4 separate regions of the Zea mays genome follow, and regions 2, 3 and 4 are each linked to region 1. Evidence: chromatin contacts called from public Hi-C data. All regions are on one chromosome and are shown on one strand. The core of a region is the stretch at or near the end of the contact, and the rest is flanking DNA. Distances in the headings are between cores, read along the strand shown. Region 1 holds the start of LOC103642486 (pentatricopeptide repeat-containing protein DOT4, chloroplastic). Region 2 holds the start of LOC103642493 (oxysterol-binding protein-related protein 4C-like). Region 3 holds the start of LOC100194012. Region 4 holds the start of LOC100286156.

Region 1 (6,325 bases), core at 1,061-3,560:
TTTGCAAGAGATGTTTCCCCAATCAATCCAGTTTTAACCGAGTAACCATGAACCACCCTTCCTGCAAACCAATAGCGTGACTGTGCACAAGCTGGCAAAACACTTAGCAACGTAACTGAGTCCAGCTCCTGTCCTTGTGTCCACATTCTTATGAACAACTCAATAGCTTCACTGTTTAGTCCATTGGAAGAGCATCCACTAATCACAGAATTCCAAGAAATGGTATCTTGACGAGGCATTCTATTGAACACCAAGACTGCATCGCCAATCATGTTGGACTTTGCATAGAATGATATCAGTGCATTGCAAACTGCACACTGTGCCCCGAAACCCAATTTTACTATATATCCATGAGCCACCAAGCCATCCCTGGCACAAGACAAACAAGTGATGCACTTCAGAAGGCAAGAAATGGCATGTTCATCCGGGGCAATTCCAAGCTCATGCATTTGCACAAAAAGCGAGAGACTTTCTTCAAATTCACCAACCTTTGCGTACCCACCCATTATCAGATTCCATACGTGCACATTACCTTTCGATGACATCGCATCAAACACCCTTCTTGCAGAGGCCATGTCCCCACATTTCACATACATGAATACCAGTTTGGATCCAAGAGCAGCATCATCTATCCCACTTTGTACAGAATCAAGGCCCCAAAGCAATCCGGATTTCACGGAGTATCCATGCACCGCTTTTCCAATAAGGCCATAACCTAATCCCGCACAAGCAGGCAGAACACTGAGCACTGTCACTGAACTGATCTCCGTACCTTGAGACCACATTTTGCTGAAAAGATCAACAGCTGTACCATGCCATCCGTTTGAAAAGCATCCACCAATCATAGAATTCCAAGAGATGGCATCCCGGGGATGCATACTGTCAAATACCCGTGCCGCATCCTCCATCCGTCCACACCTCGAGTACACGGCAATCAGAGCATTTGCAACCGCGCATGCTTGACCGAGACCCAACTTCTCAAGTAATCCATGAATCACCTCGCCTTCCGTAAGGCTGCCCAAACTGGAAACGCACTTGAGGACACAGGAAACAGCATGTGCATCCGGACTGACCCCGCAGCACTGCATCTGCCTAAACAGGGAGACAGCTTCCTGGAAATCACCCGCCTTGGCGTACGCGCTCATCAGCGAAGTCCAGACACGGACATCAGCAGCTTGAGGAGGCATTCCATCGAACACCGTCCTTGCCTCGCCCAGGTCGCCGCATTTCAGGTACGCCAGCACTAACCTCTTCCCAAGGACGCTCCCTTTTCCACCCGTTGCAGCGGCACTGGACGCGCGAATTAAGGCATGCGCTCTCTTGGCAGCCTCCAACGACCGCTCCTCCCCGCAGAGCTGAACGACCATGCAGTAGCTCCGCACGTCGACGCCGCCGTCAGAGCCCAGCAGCCTCAGAGCGCCCGCGAGGTCACCCGCCTGACAGAGGCGCTGGATTCGCAGGTTCACGTCGGAACTCAGGGCCCGACTTGGCGGATTCTTGGTGCTCCATGAGCTTGGAGCAGCGGTGGGCGCCTCCAGGACTCGGCCAGCCGGTGCCGCCAGCACGCTACACCGAAAGGTTATTCGCGGACTAGTGGCAGCCTTGGGAGGCGGCCATGGTGGTGGGGCGCGGTGGTGAGTGGAAACGGAGTAGAGCGGAGGCGTCGCCATGGTTACGGTGGCTGGAAGGAGCAGAGTTCGAACTCTCCTGCAGGCGAGACGACCGGCGCGCTGACAGGCGGAGGGGCAGGCGGGCGAGAAGCCGAGAGCGCGGGAATGGGACGGTTCGGAAGAGAGAAAGGGGGAAAGCAGAGATAACAGGAGGGGATAAGATCATAAGATAGACCCTGGCAAGTGGGGCCTGGGGAACCTAGACTCTAGAAGGTGTCTGTGTGGAGGAGTGCGGCGGTGACAGCCGTGGACTGGTGGTGGAGGCAACCGCGATGGGCTCCGCCGCCGGAGTTAGAGAAGGAGCAGTATGAGATTGCGGCGGCGTTGATGGCAAGAACTGGGCCACCGGCCCACCACGCCAGCCTAGGCCATCTCCATCGCTGCACACTAGCACATAGGGATGCCATTATGGCAAAATTCTCCATGGGACGGGCCGCACGGGAATCAGACCCGTTCTGGGCAGGTACCCTATGGTCCGCAAGGTCTTGTTAAAAACCAGATAAAAAATCTAGTGATTATTTATTTACGTATTTTGTGATTCGTTTGAAATTATTACTAAGTTAAAATAATTGTGACTTATCAGCTATGCTTTGTGTTGTTATTTATATCTACTTTTGTATTGTTGTCTGTAATAATAGATATGTTGTAATTATTATCAAGTAGTGAATATTTGTTTTTTTGGTAAAAATATTCCCCTCGGTGTCCCAAATAAGGACCGGGCACGAGGGCGAGGATATGGATCAATTTTTCTGAACGATTACAAGGAGAGGATATGGTGATCCATGGTAACGTAGTTCTCAACGCGTTATCAGCACGCTCTATCTTGACGTTGCTATAGATTCAATCTATACCGAATCTCCATCAAGTCGGCAGGTATCCCGGCCTTGCCAAACTATCCTACGCGATAGCCTTCGATTTCCTTTCTATGCGGTCACACGGTATGTCTTTCTAAGTAGATTGGATGTACCTTTTATGGGCGATCATCCGGTCGAACAAGTACACGGCGCCTGGACACGTCTTCAACCAGGCGCAGCAGGGGAGTTGGTCCGGCTGTTCCCGCGAAAGGACTCGGTGTTCTATCCCTGTCGCTGTACCTCTATGGCTCCACCCTGCATCCGACCACGGACGTGTGGCCTGTGGGGCATGGTCACCCGGTACGGTACTACAACGCGTACCTGTGGGGCTCGGATGAGAGGCTGCCGTTGGCGTTGTGCTATTCGGCGGCGCGCTCCAGCAGAGCAAGCACAGAGAAGAGGGCCCTACTAGTGGCGGCCTTGGCTTGCCCGACTGGCAGGCGCCGGCGCTTTCTGAGAGCACCTAGAGGGGAGTGAATAGGTGATCCTGTAAAATTCAACACTAATAGCCACAAAACTTAGTTATGAAAATTAGAACGGCTAAGTAGCTTGAAGCGAGTTCTTGTGAACACAGATAATCAAAGAGAAAGCACACAAGAGACACGCGATTTTTATCCTGTGGTTCAGCCAAGTAATACTTGACTACTTCGACGTGGCGTCCCAATGGACGAGGGTTGCAGTCAAGCCCTTTCAAGTGATCTGATGATCAACTTGAATACCACAATTTTTCCTTTCTTAGTCTTTCTCCCATTTCGAGGAATCTCCACAATTTGGAGCCTCTCGCCCTTACAATGATGATCACAAAATAAGCACAAAAGTAAGGGAGGGGAGAGCAACACACACAAGACTCAAATCCACAGCACAATCACGCACACAAGTCACAACTCGAGCTCAAAACATAACGCACGGAGTTCACAACTCAAATGGAGCTCAAGTCACTATCACAAAGAATCGAATGCGTGAAGTTGGAGTCTTGGAGTCTTAGAATGTTTCTTATAAGCTTGGGTAACTCCTCTGTGCGTCTAGGGGTCCCTTTTATAGCCCCAAGGCAGCTAGGAGCCGTTGAAGATCAACAAGGAAGGCTATCCTTGTCTTCTGTCGAGTGGCGCACTGGACAGTCCGGTGCGCCACCGGACAGTCACTGTAGACGGTCCGGTGCCGATCTCCTTCCTTTTCTGGCGCAGACGACCGTTGCACCTCCGGGCTAGTTGGCGCACCGGACACTGTCCGGTGCCCCCTGCCGATCGTTGGTGCGGGCCACGCGTCGCCCGCGGATTGCGCGGCCGACCGTTGCCCTGGCGATCGTTGGCTCACCGGACAGTCCGGTGAATTATAGCCGTAAGCCGCCAAACTTTTCCCGAGAGCGACCTGTTCACCGGAAACCAGCCTGGCGCACCGGACACTGTCCGGTGCACCACCGGACAGTCCGGTGTGCCAGGCAGAGCTGGACTTCGGCTGCACCCAGCCAAGTCTTTTGCAATTCTTTTTTTTTTCTTATTTCTAGCACTTAGACAAAATATGCTAATACTCAAAACAATGTACTAAGTCTAGAAACATACCTCATGTCTTGATTTGCACTTTTCTCTTCACATAAGAACTTAATTAAATGTGTTGGGCACTTAATCACCAAAACATAATAGAAATTGCCCAAGGGCACATTTCCCTTTCAATCTCCCCCTTTTTGGTGATTTATGCCAACACATCCAAAAGCAACCAAAAGAAGTGCAACATCAATGCAATTGAGAACAAAATTGTCTTTGCACAAGTTTTGACATATTTGGATCATTCTTTGCCACCACTTAGTTTGTTTTTTGCAAATCAAATTCATTTTCCTATCTCTAAGTCAAACACACTTGATTAGGCACAAAGGGAGATATTCCAATGGAAAAATTGATCAAGTACCAAAACTTCCCCTTTTTGCCAATCAAAAATTCTCCCCCACAAGAGGCCAAATTTTGCAATAAGAGTATTTTGGACAAATCAAAAATTCTAACTCTACTATTTTCAATAATTCTCACTATTTTCAAAATTCTCAAGTGGTAGCTGATCCATTTGCTTTGGCCTTAATTTCTCCCCCTTTGGCATTAAGCACCAAAACGGGATCATTATTGGCCCTTTAACCCCATTGCCTCACCAAAATTATCAATTAAGAGCAAAAAGACAATAAGAGCATAAGTACGAACTTGGAGGTGAGTACACTAATACCAGAGTACAGTGAAAGTCTTTGCATGGTCCAAGTTCACCTTTCCCTTTCAATTCACCTTTGAGGCTAGATCAAGTATACTCAAACACACGGGTTAGTCTCAAAGGGTCAAGTTGTAGCACATCTCCCCCTAAATATGTGCATCATACACACATGGACTTGTGAGGTCCGGGGATCTCTTGCACAACTTGAGCACCATAAATAAGCAGCAAATTTCATAAATGCGCAAAGTAACATGATCAAAGGCATAAAACACATGTATGCTATAAATCAATCCAAGTTACGCGAATCTAAGACATTTAGCTCACTCCGCAGCCTGCAAAAGGTTTTCTCATCTAATGGCTTGGTAAAGATATCGGCTAGCTGGTTCTCGGTATTAATATGGTACACCTCGATATCTCCCTTTTGCTGGTGGTCTCTCAGAAAGTGATGCCGGATGTCTATGTGTTTAGTGCGGCTGTGTTCAACAGGATTATCCGCCATGCAGATTGCACTCTCATTGTCACATAGGAGTGGGACTTTGCTCAGATTGTAGTCAAAGTCCCGGAGGGTTTGCCTCATCCAAAGTAGTTGCGCGCAACACTGTCCTGCGGCAACATACTCGGCCTCAGCGGTGGATAGGGCAACAGAGGTTTGTTTCTTTGAACTCCAAGACACCAGGGACCTTCCTAGGAATTGGCACGTCCCTGATGTACTCTTCCTATCAACCTTGCATCCAACATAGTCGGAGTTTGAGTATCCAATCAAGTCAAAGGTGTACCAGATCCCGAAGCAAGGCGTAGCAACTAAACATCTAAAAATCCGCTTAACGACCACAAGGTGACATTCCCTTGGGTCGGATTGATATCTAGCACACATTCATACGCTAAGCATAATATCCGGTCTACTAGCACATAAATAAAGCAATGACCCTATCATAGACCGGTATGCCTTTTGATCAACGGACTTACCTCCTTTGTTGAGGTCGACATGCCCGTCGGTTCCCATTGGTGTCTTCGCGGGCTTGGCGTCCTTCATCCCAAACCTCTTGAGTAGGTCTTGAGTGTACTTCGTTTGGGAGATGAAGGTGCTGTCTTTGAGTTGCTTCACTTGGAACCCAAGGAAGTAGTTCAACTCACCCATCATCAACATCTCAAACTTTTGAGTCATCACCCTGCTAAACTCCTCACACGACTTTTGGTTAGTAGAACCAAATATTATGTCATCGACATAAATTTGGCATACAAAAAGGTCACAATCACAAGTCTTAGTGAAAAGAGTGGGATCGGCTTTCCCAACCTTGAAAGAATTTGCAATTAAGAAATCTCTAAGGCATTCATACCATGCTCTTGGGGCTTGTTTGAGTCCATAGAGTGCCTTAGAGAGCTTAAACACATGGTCGGGGTACCTGTCATCCTCAAAGCCAGGGGGTTGTTCCACATACACCTCCTCCTTGATTAGCCCGTTGAGAAAAGTGCTCTTCACATCCATTTGAAACAACCTGAAAGAGTGGTGAGCGGCATAGGCTAATAATATTCGAATAGACTCTAGCCTAGCCACAGGAGCAAAAGTCTCCTTGAAATCCAAACCTGCGACATGGGCATAACCTTTTGCCACAA
Region 2 (6,749 bases), core at 368-2,867, 170 kb before region 1:
AGATCGCTCTATCAGTTCAGTCACCCCTAAAAAAAATTCGTGCATCCGTGCCTCCCGGTTGGAAGTGTCAATAGAATCAACAAACAATCAATTGTTATCAGCTTCATACTCTACTCGCCGTTAGGAATCCAATGAAATCACTTCCCATTGGGAAAACCGTGAAGCAGCAGAAATCGAATTCTACTGGGAAGACGCGGCCCTGCCGGCGAGCATGCGTGCAGGAGTCCAAGCATATCTGGGGCCGCCGCCCGCCGGTGGAGTGGCGCGCTTTCGGGCTGGAGACGACGACACGGTTTCACAAGGCCTCGGCCTGCCCTGACGCCCGAATTTTTTGCATTTTAGTCCTTCATCGAAAAAAAATTCACGTTTAGACCCTAAAAAATTTTAATGTTATTTTTGGACCCTTTACTCGGCGCCGTAGCCTGTGGCGCCGAGGTAATACAGCTCGGCGCCATAGGCTATGGCGCCGAGGTACGTGCTGCGTTGGCACAAACGGACGTCGTGGCGCCGACGTGGTACCGAGCTCGGCGCCATAGATCTTTGCGCCAAGCTCCATTCTGTATAGAAAACTTGTCTAGCTCGGTTGGTAAATCATAAGGCTCTTAACCTTGTGGTTGTGGGTTCGAGCCTCATAGTGGGCGTTTTAATATTTTTTGTCTTTGTCATTTATTTCTTTTTTTTGTTGTTCATATTTTTGGTTTATGTCGCTAATTTGTCCGTCCTGATTTATTTCTCATCCAGTTTTATTTTTGTGACTGGATTGTTTATTCGTCTAGATTTTTATTTAGTGCAGAAGAAAAAAAGATGAATATGTGTGCTTCTTTTTACTGGAAATATGTTGTTATGTATTTAAAATTTATGTTCAAAAGAACTAAATGAAAATATAATATTTTTATTTGATCACGATTGAAGTAAGAGTGTTCTCATTTGATTTTTATTGTGGTTAGCTGAGCAAACAAGGGGAGAAGTTGATGGCTTGTGAGCACTGTGGCACACAGCTGCTGTGCTCGCGGGATAAAAAAATCTGGACGAATAAACAAATCAGTCACAAAAATAAAACTGGATGAGAAATAAATCAGGACGGACAAATTAGCGACATAAACCAAAAATATGAACAACAAAAAAAGAAATAAATGACAAAGACAAAAAGTATTAAAAACACGCACCGTGAGGCTCGAACCCATGACCACAAGGTTAAAAGCCTTGTATTTTACCAACTGAGCTAGATAAGTTTTCTGTATAAAACGGAGCTCGGCGCCAAGATCTATGGCGCCAAGCTCGGCACCACGTCGGCGCCACGACGTCCGTTTGTGCCAACGCAGCACGTACCTCGGCGCCATAGCCTATGGCGCTGAGCTGTGTTACCTCGGCGCCACAGGCTACGGCGCCGAGTAAAGGGTTAAAAAATAACATTAAAATTTTCTAGGGTCCAAACGTGAATTTTTTTCCGATGAAGGATCAAAATGCAAAAAATTCGGCCCTGACGCCCACACGGGAGCGGAGGAGGTGACGTCGTCGCGCCGCTGGCAGGCACTGGCAGGCAGGCCGGGTTGGCGCATGCGTGTGCCGTGGGCGTGGCGGCTATAAATAGATTGACGACGCGCTAGCTTAGCCTCGGGCCAACACCACCAAACACCAACAGCAACACCAACAACGGCGGAGCTGCCAAAGAAAGCAAACCAGAGGAGAGAAGAGAGGAGGGGTTGGCTGGCTGGCCCTGGCCGTCGTCCGCCGGTAGCTCGTGGTCGCTCGCTCGCTCCATCATTCCTCCCTCTCCGCCGGCGTGCCCGCCCGCCCACATGGTACGTACGCGCGTTCCCCCGCCCGCCTGCTTGCCTTGCCTTGCCTTGTCGTCCGCACTGCCGGCCACCGTGACCCGCGGCGGTCCATGCGCCGTCGTTGGTCGGAGTAAATGAGATTCCCGGACGTCACCTTGCGACTCGCGTGTGGCCTCGGGATCGCTAGCTTCGCTTCGCTTTTAACATTTCTTAGGAGAAAAGGAAAGAGGTTCCGTTTACACAAGAACCGGCGTATGCGTGTGCGTGTGCTCCGTTGGCTCTCGGCGGCGGCACCTTTCCGTCGCCGTCGCCATGGCCACACGCTCCACAGACAAAGTACTGCATACGTATGGTCCGCGTATACACACTCTCGGAAAAGGAGGCTACCTACCTACCACCCGTATACTTGTACTTGTACATACACGTTGCAGCACACACAAAAGGAGTTTCCAACATTTCTTATCTGGGGCAGGCGGGCGGTCCCCGTCCCCGTCGCGTAGCCGTTTCCCCTCCGCCTTTCGTCGGTCGTCGCCCGGCCTCGGGAGGTCCGAGATTTGTTTCTTCGTTCATTAATTATAGTAGAGGGAAAACCTTTGGCGCGCACGCACGCGCTGCCAAATCTGACGCCCGCCTCCACTTGGCCAGTGCCAGCGTCTCGATCGGCGGAGCGCCTGCATTCCAATCTCGTTCGGAAAAACAAAATAACAAACGCTGTTGACTGTCGTATCTGATCCTGATCACCTGATGTGACGCAGACGGAGTCAGAGGGCGAGGCGGAGGCGGCGCGCGCGGCCGTGCTGACGCCGCCGCTGTCGCTGGGGGCCGGCGGGCTCGCGGGGGAGCTCCGCCCGGCCAACCTCGGCCAGCGGGTGCTCAGCCTGTTCCGCAACGTCCGCCCGGGCTCCGACCTCTCCCACTTCCAGGTACCTGCGTTGCGTTGCGTTGCGTGCGTGCGAGCGCCACTGCCCACTGCCCACCACCAGCTTACGCTGACTCTTGTGTGGCTCAACTCAACCATCTGGAACGACACAGCTGCCGGCGACGTTCAACCTGCCCAAGTCGCAGCTGCAGCTGTACGGCGAGGCCGTGTACTGCGGCGGCGAGGACATGCTGGCGCGGTGCGCGCGCGGCGCCGACAGCCTGCAGCGCATGTGCGCCGTGGTGGCGTGGAGCATCTCCACCACGCGGCCCCCCATCTTCGGCTTCGCGCCCTACAACCCGGTGCTCGGGGAGACGCACCACGTCTCCACGTCCGCCGGCCTCAACGTGCTCCTGGAGCAGGTCTCGCACCGGCCGCCCGTGACGGCGCTGCACGCGACGCACGCGCGTGGGGAGGTGGAGCTGGTGTGGTGCCAGAGCCCCGCGCCGCGGTTCCACGGCGCCAGCGTGGAGGCCGCGGTGCGGGGCGCGCGGGAGCTGCGGCTGCCGCGCCACGCCGAGACGTACGCCGTCGGGTGCCCGGGCCTCGTGATCCGCCTGCTGCCGTCGCCGGGCTGCGAGTGGGCCGGCGACGTCCGCGTCTCCTGCGCCGAGTCCGGGCTCGAGGCCACGCTCAGCTACCGCCGCAGCCGCCGCTCCTTCCTCGGCCTCGGCGGCGGCGACGCGCGCTGCGTCAGGGGCAGGGTCTTCCGCTCCGCCGCGCCCGACGACACGCTGTGCGAGGTGGACGGGTTCTGGGACCGCCAGGTCTCGCTCAGGGACGTCGCCACCGGCGAGGTCTCCGTGCTCTACGACGCACGGCAAACCATCGCTGACCTGGCCACGCCCGTCGTGCAAGACAGAAAGGTAGGAGACGACAGGACACCAGTAAGTTATTGATGGTGAACAAACGGTGCATGCTGATCGTGCTACATCACAGGGCGTGTCCGCCTCGGAGTCCGCCGTGGTCTGGGCCGAGGTCAGCGCCGCGATCCTGAACAAGGACTGGGAGGCGGCCAGGCAGGCGAAGCGGCGGGTGGAGGAGACGGCGAGGCGGCTCGCCAAGGAGAGGAACGAGCGGGGGGAGGTGTGGACTCCCAGCCACTTCTCGCTGTGGCAGAACAAGCACGGCGACTGGGAGTGCTGGCCGCTGGAGGACTCCGTGCCGCCGGCTCCTATTGTCGTCCCCTCTCCTTTGTGACTCCAAGTCCACTAGCAGCAGATCTTTGTTCACTGATAACATACGACGAACGAACGTGAACGTCGAATACATCTTTCTTCTAGCTTCGTCGCCTTGAGAATGCTGTTATGCATGCATAGTAAGAAAAAAAATTAGTGCAGCCCTGCTCAAACAGTCTGGTTTGCAGCTCCTCACAAAAAATAAAAATAGACCTCACACGCAGCAGCAGTAATAACACAACTAAAACGTTATCTGGTGGACCTATAGATGGGGTCTATCTTTCTTTTTTAAGAGGCTGCAAACAGTATGGTTTGCAGTAGGGCTGCACCAAATTTTTTTCGCATAGTTAGCCACGGTTTCTAATGACAGATCGGCGGCAAATGAGCACTCAGTGAAGGAAACAAAGTGGGCTCTCAGACCAAGAGAAACAAAAACAATACTGTATGAATCCACGGTCCACACTAAAAAGCGACGAAACAACGCACAACATTTTCTTTTCATGGAACAAACGTTGGACAGCAAGAATCATATAAACGAGGGCAAATCTGCAAGGGCAAAATTATCATTTCATCTCATATTTAACGCCAGTCTTTGATCTGAAACCATAGAGGTAGAATCACAAAACTAATTAGGCAACGTCAGCCTTCGATCCGAAATCATAGTCTTAGCAAAAAATTGTCTGTCTTCATTTTGTGGGAAGTTGGGTGTTCCTAAGACCGATAAAGAACTTTAGTTTTAAATGATAACTAGTTAAATGAACGTAACTTGAGGGTAATCTGCAACATCTGCGAAACCAAAGCAGGATATTCGTTGGCCGCTATGAATTTCCACCGGCAATGGTGTGCGGCCATGTGGAAGGAGAAGGATATGGCCACCAAGAGGGCCGCCGCAAAGCTCGTTGCACACCCTAACGATGTTTTTTTTGACAACGGGGCATAACCCCATATTTCATTAGAAAATAGGCAAGAAAGGTTTATTACAAGACCCACAGGCAAAGGTAGCAAAAGTCAACCAACAAGCGGTCACACATAAAGGCTACGCTAGGCGTCCTAAACAATAACGAGCACACTCGATAGAGAAAGAACCAACCTAACGCACAACAACAGCACAACGTTGTGTCCAGATAGCACTTATTACAAAACAACACTCCCGAGGAGGCAAAGGAACCCATCCGGAAGAACAACAGAGAAAAGAGACATCCGGCTAAAGAATAATCCACGACCAAGGACCACAACAAGCAGGCGACAGGGGCCTAACTCCTAGAAATTCGACGATCCACTCGTCTCTAGGCGAAAGCACGACACAAAACATCACTTAACGTCCTTCTGATAAACCTGCTTCCTTGTTACACCATCCTTTTTCCTTCTTTTCTGCCGGATAGCCCAGGAGTCCAACCAAAAGCAACACATGAATAACACATTAGACAGATCATACAAAGTTTTATCATCAAAACAGCAATCGTTCCTAGCCCTCCAAATAGCCCACAAGACAACCCCACAACCAAAGAGGGGCACATTGGCATTTATTTTGAAATTGCGCATCCAATCACCAAAGAGATCATCAATATTACTGAGGATAAAAGAAATGCCCAAGAAAACTTGAATCACCCTCCACACATATCTAGCCACAGGACATTTAAAGAAAAGGTGATCAACAGATTCAACAATGCCATGAAACACACAGTCAATTGGACCATGGCAGTATCTCTTTCTTAAATTGTCCTTCATGGGAATCTTATTTCTCAGCACCAACCAAAGAAAAACTTTTTTTTTTGGATAACTTCATTTTCCATATGAAAAAAATAAGGCACGCATACATGATCATATTTTTTCTTCATGTAAAAGGAGTTCACCGATTATCCCTTTTTACATAAGGATCAGTTCACTTTGTCTTCATGATCATTAACTTGAAAACGATTACAACGAGCAACCAAATTGTCAAACATCAGAGATAGGTCTCCAATAATCCTCCTTCTGGAAGAAAGTGCTTGGAAATCAGAAGTCAACACTTTCTCAACTGAAATATTTTGTCAGCACTTTCTCAACTGAAATGTTTTTATCACGAGCTAAATCAAACAACCTAGGGAATTTAACTGTGAAAGTAGCATCCCCACACCAAATGATCTTCCAGAAGCTAATCGTTTTGGCATTACCCATAATTTTTCTACAATACTTGTAGAAGTTATATCTCATGCCCAGGCCATGGTTTGTGATGATAGATCAACTACAAGTGAGCACTCAGTGAAGGAAACAAAGTGGGCTCTAAGAGACTGAAACCAAGAGAAAAAGAAAAAGGAAAACAATATGAATCCACAGTCCACACAAAAATGCGACGAAACAGCGCACAACATTTTTTATGCAACAACCGTTGGACAACAAGAATAATAAAAACGAGGGAAAATCTGCAAGGCCAAAATTGTCAATTCATCTCATAATTAACACAGATAAGACTCAGGTCATGTACAATCCAATTAAATGAAGGGTCTCTAGGGGGCTATGTGAAAAAATATCAATAGGCATACTTTTCACGAAGAGCCCTTCTCTGCATGACTCTTTATACATATTGTCTCTTGAGGTATTAATTATATAGAACTAAGAGTTGTATCGTGCAATCTCTTAGTTGTCTCTTGTACCTAGAAAATCGTTTGAAGGTCTATAGGTTGTACATGCCCTTAGGGGGGTGTTTCTAGCTCAAAATTTGTTGGATTATATAATCTGGATAATTTATAATCCCAAACAAACACCCCTTAGCATAATAAGGCAACACCAGTATTTGATATGAAACCATAGAGGTAGAATCACAAAACTAATAGGCAACATCAGTCTTCGATCTGAAATCATAATCTTAGCAAAATTGTCAATCTTCGTTTTGTG
Region 3 (6,544 bases), core at 2,611-5,110, 240 kb before region 1:
AGATATAGATGTTTTTGAGCGCTACGTAACAATATATACAACCAGGGACGGAGCAAAAAAAAACTTTTTATAGAAGGCTCAACTAAACCACTACAATATATAATATCCCTTCTACATTATATTTGTACTTTTGAAATTTAGAAAAGCTCCAGTCAGTAGGAGTATATGGACTCGGGAGTGATAGAGGGCCTGGAGCCCCACCGCTGCCTACAGCGCAACCAAAACTTTGTGCTATCAGTAACCTGTATAGCAAAATCCTCTTGGTAACGTGCCATGATTTTATAGTACAATAGACAATCATGTGGTATAAGAGAGAAAAAAGGATATGATAGTTAAATACATAGAGGAATATGAGTCCAGAAGATTATGATATAGAATAAAGAATCTTGCTAACTAAACTACAAATAGTAATATATAATAATATAATAGTATATAAGGATATAAGTAACCTACACAGCTGATAGCCTAATCCCAAGTACCATGCAATGATGCAATCATGCAAACATCTAACTCAGTTGATCTAGAACATCCGGTACAAGCACAGGATCACTGACAGGGTCAATCGAATTCATGAAACACTGAAACAAGCGGTACAACATCTGTTCTACATTATTCACACACTGGTTATTCAATGAAACAACTGCAAATTGAGGTGCGATATCTGTTCTACAATTCACACGCTGGTTATTATCCAATAAAACAACAACGATCAATTCGAGGTACAACATCTGTTCTATTTCTCTACATTATTTGCTACACCGGTTACGCACGTCAGTTCAGAGGGTTATAGGAGAAATCAATTGGCAGCTTCTCCAGCTTTAGAATCCACACTTGCGCCACCGTTGCCCTGAGATGATGCATCCGATAGCAAAATACCGATGAGTTAAATGGTACGATGAAGAGTTTAAGGGGAAAAAAGTTCTGAACATTCTGAATAACTACTCAAGGCTAACCTTTACACAGACATAGATGTAGTGGACATCAGGTTTGGGGCCAAGAAGTGCAGCTAGTGATGTGCTATGGTCCTCTAGAGGCAATGGCTTTGTCAGTTCCCATTTGTTCTGATTCGAACTTTTCTCCCATCTTTCTGCAATAACCCAGTACACTTACAGTTGTAAGCACAAGCATTTTACCATGAAAAATGAAAACATAGCTACTCTGGAATACATTCATGAATCTAAACGTTACTTTGGATATGAGAAAAGGTCAATGTGATTGGAGCTCTGCAAATACCGGAAGGTGCAGTTGAATTGGCCTGATGGTGAGTAACTAACTAACCTATGACATGGAGCTTTACTGTCCATTTTTCCATGTCCTTCAAGAGACGCAAGCGGTAACTTGGATCCCCATAAGTGATCTAAGACATTATAGGAGTCAGAAATTTGTTAAAGACACCAGATGAGCACAAAATAACCACATCTTTTAAAGAATAAAGAATCAAATAGTTCAGGTTACCAGCATGTAGACACCATTTTCCTTGAGGATTCTGCATGCAGGACCGGTAAATAGAAGCTGTATCCAATCAAGCAATATATATCACGGTAAATATCATTGTATTATTTACCTGTTGACCTCCTCTAGCATTTTCGTTGCATTCTCTTGGGAATTTTGACCACACTGAAATACAAGAGATGCTGCTGAGTATCACACTGGGAGAATGTCAAAGCGTCCTGACAAAAGTACACTCACCATAAGAGAATCCAGTGTTCCTGCAAATAATAAAAAGGGGTTAGAAACTAATGACATGTTGGGCATCAGTTTACAGATGTTAGCAGTTGCATCCATAATGCTGTCAAGTACTGCAATGATAATTGTACCTTTGTCAATAACAGCATCAAAAGAACCAGACTCAAAATCTGACATGTTCTTTACATCCATCTTCATGTCTTGCCAATCAAGGGAAATACACGGTATCAGATTATGTGGGATATACTGCAGAGGTACTCAAGAACAAAGACCATACATTTAAGTTGAGGCTTATCGTGGTATTTCTTCTTCATTTGCTCAATTACCACAGAAGATATATCAATGTTGACAACATCTTGATAACCATCGTCAATCATGTTCTCACCAAAGACTGCAATAATCAAAAGAAGATAAACCACATAAGTAATTCCACTAGACTACATATTGTGGTTAAATAGCTCATTAAAATTAACAAACGAAAGCACGTCTATGCATGCTTGCGACTAATGACTATATGAATCCACAAGCAAAGCAAGAATTGATGAACAGTTCATGCGTTGCAGCTTCAAAAGGAGTGAGAACGACAATTCTTATTAGAATAAACTATATACCACCCAGAAAACACTAACTACAAACCCAGCCATCTCCATAGCTAAGAATGCAAAGTTGGTTTTATAAAAATACTGTGGTTTAAGATGAATAATTCTCCGGCGATATAAGTCATTTGATCCTATATTACTTGTACTTTCGACTTCATCTTGAACAACTATGAGGGGTGAACTAAGTCAATAAAACAATCAATAACCTCTAGCTGCATTCAGAAATTAAAGCTAAGTGTTAAAATAATACTAGTGCAGTTTTGCTTAGAATGAATTAGGATGAGTTTTTCATGAATGTGCACGTGCCATCTTTGTGCCATCTTTTATTACCGTTAGAACTCTGTTGTACGGTTGTACCTCTACAATGATACCACTTACCAAAGTTCACATTTCAGTTCCACGTGCATAAAAAAGATCCAATACATAGAACTAATTAATATTAGTATGGCCAACAAATGTATTATATTGAAAGCAAACCTCAAAATTTCATGCCATGTGGGTGAAAAAACTAGGTTCATGAAGTTTGAAAGATCTGAAGTACTACGGCAATAGCTGCACTCCCAGTTTGCTAAATTAACCAGACACCTAGTGACCAGACCTTGCCAGAATTCATAACAGTCATGGCACAGGGGCAGGATTGTACCAGGCTCAGAAATGCCAGTGTTGCCAGAATTCGTAAGAGTCATGGCACAGGGACAGGATGGTACCAGGCTCCCAGAAATGTCAGGGTTCTCACTGTATATTCCTTAGCAATGGCGCAGGGGACCCTTATCACACACACCAAATGCCAGCATCTCAGTGGTACCATTGTCCCCTCTTTCACTTTGGCATGTTTAAAAACAGACCACCGGTACAGAAGGTAAAGAATATACTTGTATACAGGACGTACGCGAGTGAGCTAGGACCGGCTCATTGTTTTCATTCGATCAATACATGATCAGGTGGTCAAATGCCCCCATCCAATCAGACCCTTCCAATAGAAATGGTCAGTACTGAATTATCCGAGAACGGGAAGAGTCTCTGGTTTGTACAGGACGGCTACATTGCGCACCCGAACCGCACATCCGTCTGACCGTCTCCGCACTCACCAGCGCTCAGCGACACACGCGGCAGCCGAGACCCGGACAACGAGGGGCAGAACAACGTATGAACGAGCGCCGCTGAGCACCCAGGTCCCAGGCCACGGTGCCCTCCATCCCCCTCCCCGTAAGAAGGAGAAACAATCTAACCCCGCTGGCCGGCCGAAAGAAAGAGCGACTCACCGGAGTTGCCGCAGCCAACGAGGAGGAGGCGTTGGTGCGGCGCGAGGTAGAGGCGGAGCAGCGGCGCCAGGGCCGGGTACTTCTGGTACCAGTCGAAGGGCCCGGCCTCCTTGCGGTAGCGCTCGTCCCAGTACCATGCCTCGCCGTACGCCTGCGACGCCGCGGCCGGGCCGCCACCAGTCATCTCGCCGCCGCAGCCGCCGCCGCCGTACTCGGATCTGGGCCGGCCTCCTCGCCCGGGAATGGCGCCCGCTGTTTCCGGAACCGGAGCCTAGAGGGTTCCTCCGTAATCCGCGACGCGACGCGACGGGATGTGGTGGGCCAGAGGTGCAGGAAGCAGTTTTAAAAAACTGGATGAGGAATCGTGGCCTGGGGCCCGCCGGCCCGGCCTGTTAGTGTTAGGCGAAAACCGACTAGTGTTGGGCCCTGGCTCGTTTTTATTTATTTATTTATTTATTTATTTATTTATTTATTTATTTTCTCTCCCGAAAGATTTGGGTAAATCATTTTCAAAGGTCTGTCCAAAATTAAACAGACAACGATCCCTTCAAAATCAAACAAACAATGATCCCTTCAGAAGAAGTATGAGGTATTTGATAAAATCAATCAAGAGAGCTTGATAATTGATTTCGGCGACGTGAACATAGAGCAGTGCTTACTCGCAAGTCGCAACTCGCAACTCATCGATCGGCCCGGCCTGCTACCAACCCGTTCGCATCCTTAATTTTAATGCACATCCGGTTTGCTAAAGCTTGAGTTGCACCTGCTGCTTGATAATGATAGCCACACCCACATTGCTGTGATGACGATCGAGCCAAAACGGCCGATTCAGTGGCCTAGCTAGCTAGAAACAAATTGAATATGCGAACCAGTCTCTGTCTGTGATTCGGTTTCCTTGCTTCTTTTGCTTCTACCAGTAGTGGTTAACTGGTTATTCTTACCGAGAGAGGGCAATTTTTGCAATGAATTTCGTCAAAAATCAGGTTGGGAGGTGAGATTCCCGACAGTCGGTCCGGATGATCGCCTTGACACATTCACTATAGAGGGAGACATTTTGGATGAGGACGAGGACGAGGAGTGTGTGAAGATGACAGTCAGAAAGCATACTACAGGCCGCCAGTCTCCTGGTAGCGAGGCTAGGCTGCGTGGTATAGCCAGCGTGCCAGTATGCCACACCTACGCCCCCATGCACTGCACGTGATGTGGCGTGGCAACAGTTCTCGTCCGTTGCGCGCGTTCGTTCGTGCTCGATTTCTTTTTAAATTGTTCTCTTCGTATTAACACAAACGAACTCCTAGGATTTGCCCGCAAATTCTCGGTTTATTTCCGTATGTGTGAACAAGGCTCGGACATCACGGAGGAAGGGAGCAAGAATATCAAGGTCGGAGCGGCGCGCGGTGCTCTATAGCACGTCCATCTTTCCATGTAATATTATCGGATAAGAATTTTAGTTTGCAAAAATGATACTTCACCGGGTCTTGTTTGTTGCGTTCATTCCATAGATTTATTAAAATCGGCACATCAATGTTTCTGTCCATTTGGCTCTGTCGTAATGATATGGTTTTTAATCATATACTCATACCGTCAATTCTGTAGGTTATTTTCTGGAGAAACACATTATTTTCGATTTTGAAAACTATTGCAGAGAAAGAAAAATCACACAAAAAATCCTTAATGCACGTCAATCCTTAGAGGTGGTGGCTATGGAGATTTTCACGAATCATCAATGACGATCCTATGCTAGAATTGAAGCTGTTTAAATTATTTATGGTTCCAAACAATTGAATGTTTTATCCTTTCTTAGTTGTTTATGAACTTATAAGTCATTATTCATAAGGTTGTATGTATGGAAGTGCAAAAGTCTGAAACTTGTTTCTATTATCTAAAATTTAAATCGGCAGATTAATCTATGGAGAGTATGAGTGAGGTTAGAGACTCTGAACAACGCCAGTTGTGTGTTTCATTACGCATATGGTCATACTTCAAAGTCGGTTAAAAATGTAGGTAATTTTATGTTCAATTTAATACAGAAATATGATAGCATAGTTGATTAGTTGGGACCTAGGACGACATGTTTGCGTGCAAGCTCCACCTTAGACATGTTTGTGAAAATGGTAATGCAAGTGACATAAGGCTGTCTTTCAGAGGATAGTGTAAAACAAGGGATATGATATCCTAGATGACACTATTTGACATCATTTACGGTGTGAAGTTTGAAATAGAGGATTTGCTAGAGATACTCCTAATAGGTGCCAAATTAGTGCTGGAAATTATGCTGAACCCATCATGCTTCGGTCCAAATAGACTTGGACCGAGAAAACCCAAAAACTTTCGGGTTATGTCGTACCAAACCAAAAAATAGTCTAATCTAGTCCTAAAGCATGTCATACCATGTCAGACCAACCCTAGACCATATATTTATGAAGTCTAAATATTACAACCACATAAAATCCATAACTTACTAGAATTAAAGAAATTAAATACCACATGCTTTTTCTTTTTCGTGGAAGGTGTATTGATTCATCCGAAGTGAGTGATCTCTATATTTTATATTTGGTTATTGCATCTAGTGGCATTTGCCATTATACTAAGATGCATGATTTTTTTAAATCTCGGTGGTTTGCCATCACCTAGATGTATGGCTTTAAAATAGTGTTAGATCGTTGAGTGTATTTGGTGTTTGTTATGGGCTCTACTTATCGATTATGAGTGGGGTCTTGACTTGTTGAATAGAGTAGTTTGTGCTTATTATAGGCTCGATAAGTGATACTTTCTCTGTTTTTTTATTTATCATATTTTAGTTAAAAACAACAAACGATAAATATTCGAGAATAGAGGAAATATTTATTATGATGAGGACGTAGATCCCCACTTGTGCGGTGTCTCCTATCTCTTGTTCATTGTTCTCGGCCGTGCGTGCGCGGTGGCCGGGAGTACGCCGCTCCTCCGCTGAACAAAAAGCCTCGTGTCGATCGCCGGCGCCGCATAATTCACCAA
Region 4 (6,557 bases), core at 629-3,128, 140 kb after region 1:
AGGCGGCTGACCTTTAGCCCTAGTGTGTATTTCATTAGTTGGCGTGGCTCTTCCCTTATGATCTTCCACAGACGCTTCTTCCCCACGCTGAGGTATGTAAGGATGCTGTTTGCCTTCTTCACCCGAGCGGAACCGAGCATCGAGGCGTTCGCTACCACGAACTTCTTAATATCCTCCTCGCTCACATCGATGTCAGTTAAGAATAGCGTAACGCTCTGTATGTTCCTCGCAAAACTCCTCGCCTGTACGTCTGGGAAGTCCAGGAAAAGATTGAACAGGTCTCCTTTTCCGGACCCTGCTTTCAGCATAATGACAACTGCCCTAAACAGTGCATTTCCAGAGCCATCCAACAAGAAATCTGGGTGTTGCCTGATCAGTTTACCAATACCCTCGTTATCGAATCCCAATTCAGCAAGAAACTGAGGAACTTCAACCATCTTTCTCCAATTATACGACTTCTTTACGGATAAGAACTGACCAATCCAGTCTCTCTGAATGCCAATGTCATCTAGCCACTCTATGATCTTCAATTCGGCATGTGGGCCACATGTCAACACGGCAGGGCAACAGGCCATAAGCTTTATCACAGTGGACTTACTGAACCCTAGATCCTCAAGAGCTCTGAGCTTGGACGCAAGCACACCATCACCAAAACTGAAAGCCTCCGCAGCACCAATGTATATCTGCCCTATCTTATTGCGCATAACCCCATAATTGCAAAGAACACGGTAGTTCTCCAGCACCGTCTCGTCATCGGAAAGAAACATGAGATCCCGACGCAGAAAGGGTTGGTACTCACTCGGCTTGAGGCCCATGCTCTCGAAGAATGGCTCGAACTCATTGATCGGATAATACCTGAATAGACGCTCCAACGCCTTGGTGGCCCTCTCATCCCTTATCTCCTTTGTCTTCACCTTTGACCTGAACGCTGCCTCATCCCCCTCCACAGGGTCCTTGATAGCATCCTTCACCTGGTGCAGCAGATTGCTCACAAAGACAGGTGAGTGCTTGCTTATATGCTCCGCGTCGGGAAAGCTCAGCCCCCGTGTGACATGGAGGTACTCCATGAAAGTCTGCTGTGCGGTCCAGAACACCCGCATCTTCTTCATTCGATTGACCTCCTTATCCGCCATTACCGCCCCATCGTCATGATCCAAGGGTTTCTCATCCCTAACATGTGCAGGAGCAGGCGAGTAAGCCCGCAACTGATACCTGTGACCGATTGGAGTGTCCCCCCACCAATTCAAAACAGCCGATGATTCTTCACCATCCTGGGTATCAGTAGCACACCGGTGTGGTGCTCGGTACGGCTCACCGTGTTCCACAATGAGCTGAACCAGGGGAACCCGCCGGAGGCTGCGACCAGCCCTTAGTGCGCTGCGGAGGATCATGGGGAAACCAAGCTAGAAGCGCTGGCAGGACGGCAAGAAAAGCGCGCCAGCTTTGGGGTGCTACTCCACGGTCGCCATCGATGACGACTCCAGCTTCCGCACCCTCAGCGCCCAGTCTGCACGCGAAAATAAAAGTACGCCAAATAAGGCAAATGTTAAGATCGATATTCCCCGCGGCCGCAAGATGCCTTCATACCAGAAGGAGAGCGTGCCAAGTGAAGTAGCACGCTGCTGCTGCTGCTGCTGCTGAGGCGGCGGCGTCAAACGGTCGCCGGCGCAGGATCGTGCAGTGGCAGCCGGTGCCCGAGCTCCTTGGTGGAGAGGGGCGGGCAGATGAGGCGGCCGCGAAGAAGGCGCAGACCGCGCGAGGACGTGGGATGACGCAAGCTGCGGGGCGCGCGCGGTGCACGAGTACGAGACGGTGCGGTCGGCGGCGGAGAAGTTGAGTTGGGGCGGGGAACCTGGGGTTTGGGTGTGCTCCGGCGACGAGGAGTGGAAGTACCTGATGGGCCGTCGCGCGAGGATCAAAGGCTTCAAAGCCCAGAAAAGTGTTTATTTATATATCTCGTCTTTTGCATAATTAATTGCCTCATCAAATGGAGAAATGCAAAAAAAGAAATCTTACAGCCAATCGCAACGGTGAGATTTAAATTACGTCATTTCAATGTTCAGGATTTCTATTTTTTATTTGCAAATTGTGGTTGTAGCACAAATTTAGATGCTCATATTTTACGTATATCCGCACCTGCTAACGTATACCGTACCATTAGTAGCATAATATAATGACTAGATATGTGCCCGTGTGTTGCCACAGAAGTAAAAAATAGTATAAAACATATATACGAAACGACAAGCATGGCGTATGCGGAGGGAAGGCGGGGGCACGGCGGGTGGGAGCCGCATGGCGCATTGCGTAGGTTTTTGCGATGGGGCGCACGGTGTTGTAGAGTCATCGTGGTGGAGGAGGCCGCGGAGTCGTCGGCGCAAATGTCATGGAGCTACAATAGCAGTTTATGGAGGTTGCGGAGGTCGCGTGCGGAGATTGGCTATCCGACGCAGGTGGGCGAGGGTTTCGTGGAGTCGGAGCTCCGTGTGCGTGGAGTCGCGTGGATGTCGCGGAGGTGGGGGCACACGTGGAGAGGGGAAGTGGGGGCACAAAGATAGTCTACACTATTGACTTAATAGATAGTAGAGATTGAACAGATAAATCTTAAGAATAACAAATCACCTAGAAAACATTAATAAATAAAATGAACATAAAAATAATAAACATTTTCATATTTCAAGACATAGTTATCTTTTCTTTTGAAGGTCACCATTACACCAAAATAATAAACATAGTGTTCAGCTACAATAATAAACATACTGTTCAAATTTACAAATACGTATCTAAACACTATATTGCTAATTTTTGGCACCCAAAAGGTTTCAAAAAAACTGAAAGGTTATAAGCACTATATTGGTCACCTTTACCTTCATATAAATTTTACTTTCATACAAAGTCAGATAAAAAAATATTTTTTAAAAATAAAATGCTACGTAAGGGAGTGAATAAATAGCCCTCGACTTATTCATTAGCATATGAACAATAACCTTTTTTCATTTGGCCTCATACGGAGGTAGATTTATTGTGAAACTAAGGCCCCGTTTCAATCTCACGGGATAAAGTTTAGCTTCCTGCTAAACTTTAGCTATATGAATTGAAGTGCTAAAGTTTAGCTTCAATTACCACCATTAGCTCTCCTGTTTAGATTACAAATGGCTAAAGGTAGCTAAAAAATAGTTGCTAAAGTTTATCTCGCGAGATTGAAACAGGGCCTAAACCTTTTCGTTTGACCTTGATATGGAGATAGATTCGAAAATTATACTCTTGAAAGGGAAATGTGCCCTTGTGCCATTTCTAAGGATTTTGGTGATTAAGTGTCCAACACAAATGCCTTAAGTATTAATAAGTGTCAAATAGTGGATGAAGTGAAAATCAACACAAAGTTATGATTCTAGACTTAGTACATTGGTTTTTGTGTACTAACATATTTGTCTAAGTGCTAGAATAAGAGAAAACACAAAAGGAAAAAAGACTTGACTGGAGCTGCCAAGACTCTGCGCAGTCTGGATGCACCGGACAGTGTCCGGTGCGCCAGGCTGGCGTCTGGTCAACTGGCCGCTCTCGGGAATTCGTCGGCGGTGTACGGCTAAAATTCACCGGACTGTCCGGTGAGCCAACGGTCGGCCACGCCAACGGTCGGCCGCGCAATCCGCGCGTGACGCGTGGCCGAGCCAACGGTCTGATGGGGGCACCGGACTGTCCGGTGCGCCAACGACTCTAAATCTTCAACGGTCGGCTGCGCCAATTTAGGAAAGCAATCTGCACCGGACACTGAACAGTGTCTGTCCGGTGGCACACCAGACTGTCCGGTGCGCCACCCGACAGAAGGCAAGAATTGCCTTCCTGGATTGCTCTCAACGGCTCCTAGCTGCCTTGGGGCTATAAAAGGGACCCCTAGGCGCATGAAGGAGAACACCAAGCATACTCTGAACATTCTAAGACTCCCGCACTCCATCCTCGCACACTCGATTGACATTCTTAGTGATTTGAGCTCCGTTCTAGTGGTGAACTTGTTGTGTTTCATTTGAGCTCAAGTCTTGGCTTGTGTGTGTGCATATTGCTGGGATTTGTGTGTGTTGCTTCCCTCCTTTACTCTAGTGCTTTCACTTTGATATTTGTTATAAGGGCGAGAGACTCCAACTTGTGGAGATTCCTCGCAAACAGGAAAGGTGATAAGAAAAAGGAACACCGTGGTATTCAAGTTGATCATTGGATCACTTGAGAGGGGTTGAGTGCAACCCTCGTCCATTGGGACACCATAACGTGGAGCAGGCAAGTTTTGTACTTGGTCGAATCACGGGATAAACCAGTGTGTCTACTATGTTATTTCTCTGTGGTTTCTGTGTTTCACAAGTACTCCTCTCCATCCACTTGATCCTATTGCACTAACACTTAACCAAGTTTTTGTGGCAATAAATTTTAAGTTTTACAGGATCACCTATTCACCCCCCTCTAGGTGCTCTCAATTGGTATCAGAGCCGTTCTCTTCACGAAAGGGACTAATCGACCGAAGGGATGGATCCTAAGGCAAAGGGGATGGTGATCAACGATAAGGAGAAGGAGTCCTTCATCAATGAACCAAAAGACGACAAGCCCACTGACTCGGGCTCAAGTCACAAGAAGAAGGATGGGAAGAAGAAGAGGCGCATCAAGAAGATAGTCTACTACGACAGCGACAAGTCCTCTTCTTCCCAAAGAGACGACGACGACGAGAAAAAGAAAACGGTCAACTCAAACTTTTCTTTTGATTATTCTCGTATTCCGCAAAATTCCAATGCTCATTTGCTTTCCATTCCTCTTGGTAAACCTCCACACTTTGATGGAGAGGACTACGGATTTTGGAGTCACAAAATGCGTAGCCACTTGTTCTCTCTTCATCCAAGTATATGGGAGATAGTAGAAAATGGAATGCAATTTGATAGTACGGATAATCCCATGTTTATCAATGAACAAATTCACAAAAATGCACAAGCTACCACTGTTCTTTTAGCATCCTTGTGCAGAGAAGAGTATCATAAGGTGGGCGGCTTGGATAATGCCAAACAAATTTGGGACACCCTCAAAATCTCACATGAGGAGAACGACGCCACCATGATCACCAAGATGGAATTGGTGGAAGGCGAACTAGGAAGGTTCACAATGATCAGGGGGAGGAGCCAACTCAAACGTACAACAGGCTCAAGACCCTGGTCAACAAAATCAAGAGCTATGGAAGCATGAGATGGACAGACCACGACGTCGTCCGGCTTATGCTAAGGTCATTCATTGTCCTTGATCCTCATCTTGTTAACTCTATCCGTGAAAATCCTAGGTACACCAAGATGACGCCCGAGGAAATACTCAAAAAGTTTGTAAGCGGGAGAATGATGATCAAGGAGGCAAGATATGTTGATGAGGCGTTGAATGGCCCAATGCCGATCCACGAGCCTCAAATCATTGCTCTCAAAGCAACAAGTAGCAGGGAGGAGCTACCTAGCAAGGTGGCACAAGTTGAGGCGGCCGGGCTAAATGAGGATGAAATGGCCCTCATCATCAAGTGCTTCAAGACGGCGCTCAAAGGTCGCAAGGAGCATCCCAACAAGAGCAAGACGAAGGGAAAACACTCCTGCTTCAAATGTGGTAAGATTGGTCACTTTATTGCTAACTGTCCCGATAATGATAGTGACCAGGAACAAGGAAAGAATGGGAAGAGAGAGAACAAGAAGGTTTACAATAAGGCTAAGGGCGAGGCACACCTTGGAAAAGAATGGGACTCGGATTGTTCTTCGTCTGACTCCGACGACGAAGGACTCGTCGCCACGGCCTTCAACAAATCGTCTCTCTTCCCCAACGAGCATCACACCTACCTCATGGCAAAGGAGAAGGTAAACACTCAAAATACTATTGCATATGTGTCTTCAAGTGATGATGAATCTAGTGATGATGAAGTAGACTATGCAAGTTTATTCAAAGGCTTAGATAGAACTAAAATTGATAAGATTAATGAATTAATTGATGCGTTGAATGAGAAGAATAGATTGCTAGAAAAGCAAGAGGATCTTTTATATGAAGAGCATGATAAATTTGTAAGTGTGCAAAAGTCTCTTGCTTTGGAAGTTAAAAGAAATGAAATGCTTTCATGCGAATTATCTACTTGTCATGAGTCTATTTCTAGTCTAAAGAGTGTCAATGATGACTTAAATGCTAAGTTAGAAGTAGCAAATAAATCTAGCTCATGTATTGAACATGTAGTAATTTGTAATAGGTGTAAGGATTTTAATGTTGATGCATGTGTTGAGCACCTTACTTCTATTGCAAAATTAAATGGTGAAGTGGCTAGTCTTAATGCCCAACTTAAGACTAGCAAGAGTAATTTTGATAAATTGAAATTTGCAAGGGATGCCTACACCATTGGTAGACATCCCTCAATTAAGGATGGGCTTGGCTTCAAGAGGGAAGCCAAGAACTTAACAAACCAAAGAGCTCCCATTTTCAACAAGAAAAAAGGGAAGGCTCCTATGGCTAATAGTAGTCAAAAGAATCATGCATTTATTTATGATAAAAAAATTTCTAGAAATGCT

What was found. A called contact is a pair of places that touch in the nucleus more often than the background predicts.
Region 2: a contact with region 1 is called in a Hi-C map of endosperm, with 3 times the contacts expected there. The contact joins the promoter of LOC103642493 here to the promoter of LOC103642486 in region 1. A contact is called at or near these places in 3 of 25 Hi-C or Micro-C datasets (bundle sheath, endosperm and leaf).
Region 3: a Hi-C map of leaf shows a contact between it and region 1, with 10 times the contacts expected there. The contact joins the promoter of LOC100194012 here to the promoter of LOC103642486 in region 1. A contact is called at or near these places in 4 of 25 Hi-C or Micro-C datasets (ear, leaf, leaf mesophyll and 1 more).
Region 4: a contact with region 1 is called in a Hi-C map of leaf, with 6 times the contacts expected there. The contact joins the promoter of LOC100286156 here to the promoter of LOC103642486 in region 1. A contact is called at or near these places in 2 of 25 Hi-C or Micro-C datasets (ear and leaf).

The regions. Positions count from the first base shown.
Region 1 is chr1:195,433,804-195,440,128 of Zm-B73-REFERENCE-NAM-5.0, reverse strand. LOC103642486 (pentatricopeptide repeat-containing protein DOT4, chloroplastic) reads right to left here and starts at 2,310. Exons shown (of 1, transcript XM_008665751.3): 1 at 1-2,310. The coding sequence starts at 1,670.
Region 2 is chr1:195,603,423-195,610,171 of Zm-B73-REFERENCE-NAM-5.0, reverse strand. LOC103642493 (oxysterol-binding protein-related protein 4C-like) reads left to right here and starts at 1,617. Exons shown (of 4, transcript NM_001329465.1): 1 at 1,617-1,802; 2 at 2,534-2,701; 3 at 2,811-3,563; 4 at 3,637-4,036. The coding sequence starts at 1,800. The coding sequence ends at 3,897.
Region 3 is chr1:195,676,940-195,683,483 of Zm-B73-REFERENCE-NAM-5.0, reverse strand. LOC100194012 reads right to left here and starts at 3,860. Exons shown (of 9, transcript NM_001139075.1): 1 at 3,548-3,860; 2 at 1,964-2,077; 3 at 1,818-1,886; 4 at 1,690-1,709; 5 at 1,565-1,617; 6 at 1,456-1,486; 7 at 1,279-1,357; 8 at 954-1,087; 9 at 588-847. The coding sequence starts at 3,731. The coding sequence ends at 797.
Region 4 is chr1:195,297,344-195,303,900 of Zm-B73-REFERENCE-NAM-5.0, reverse strand. It overlaps LOC100286156, which reads right to left and starts at 1,878. Exons shown (of 2, transcript NM_001159044.2): 1 at 1,588-1,878; 2 at 1-1,507. The coding sequence starts at 1,391.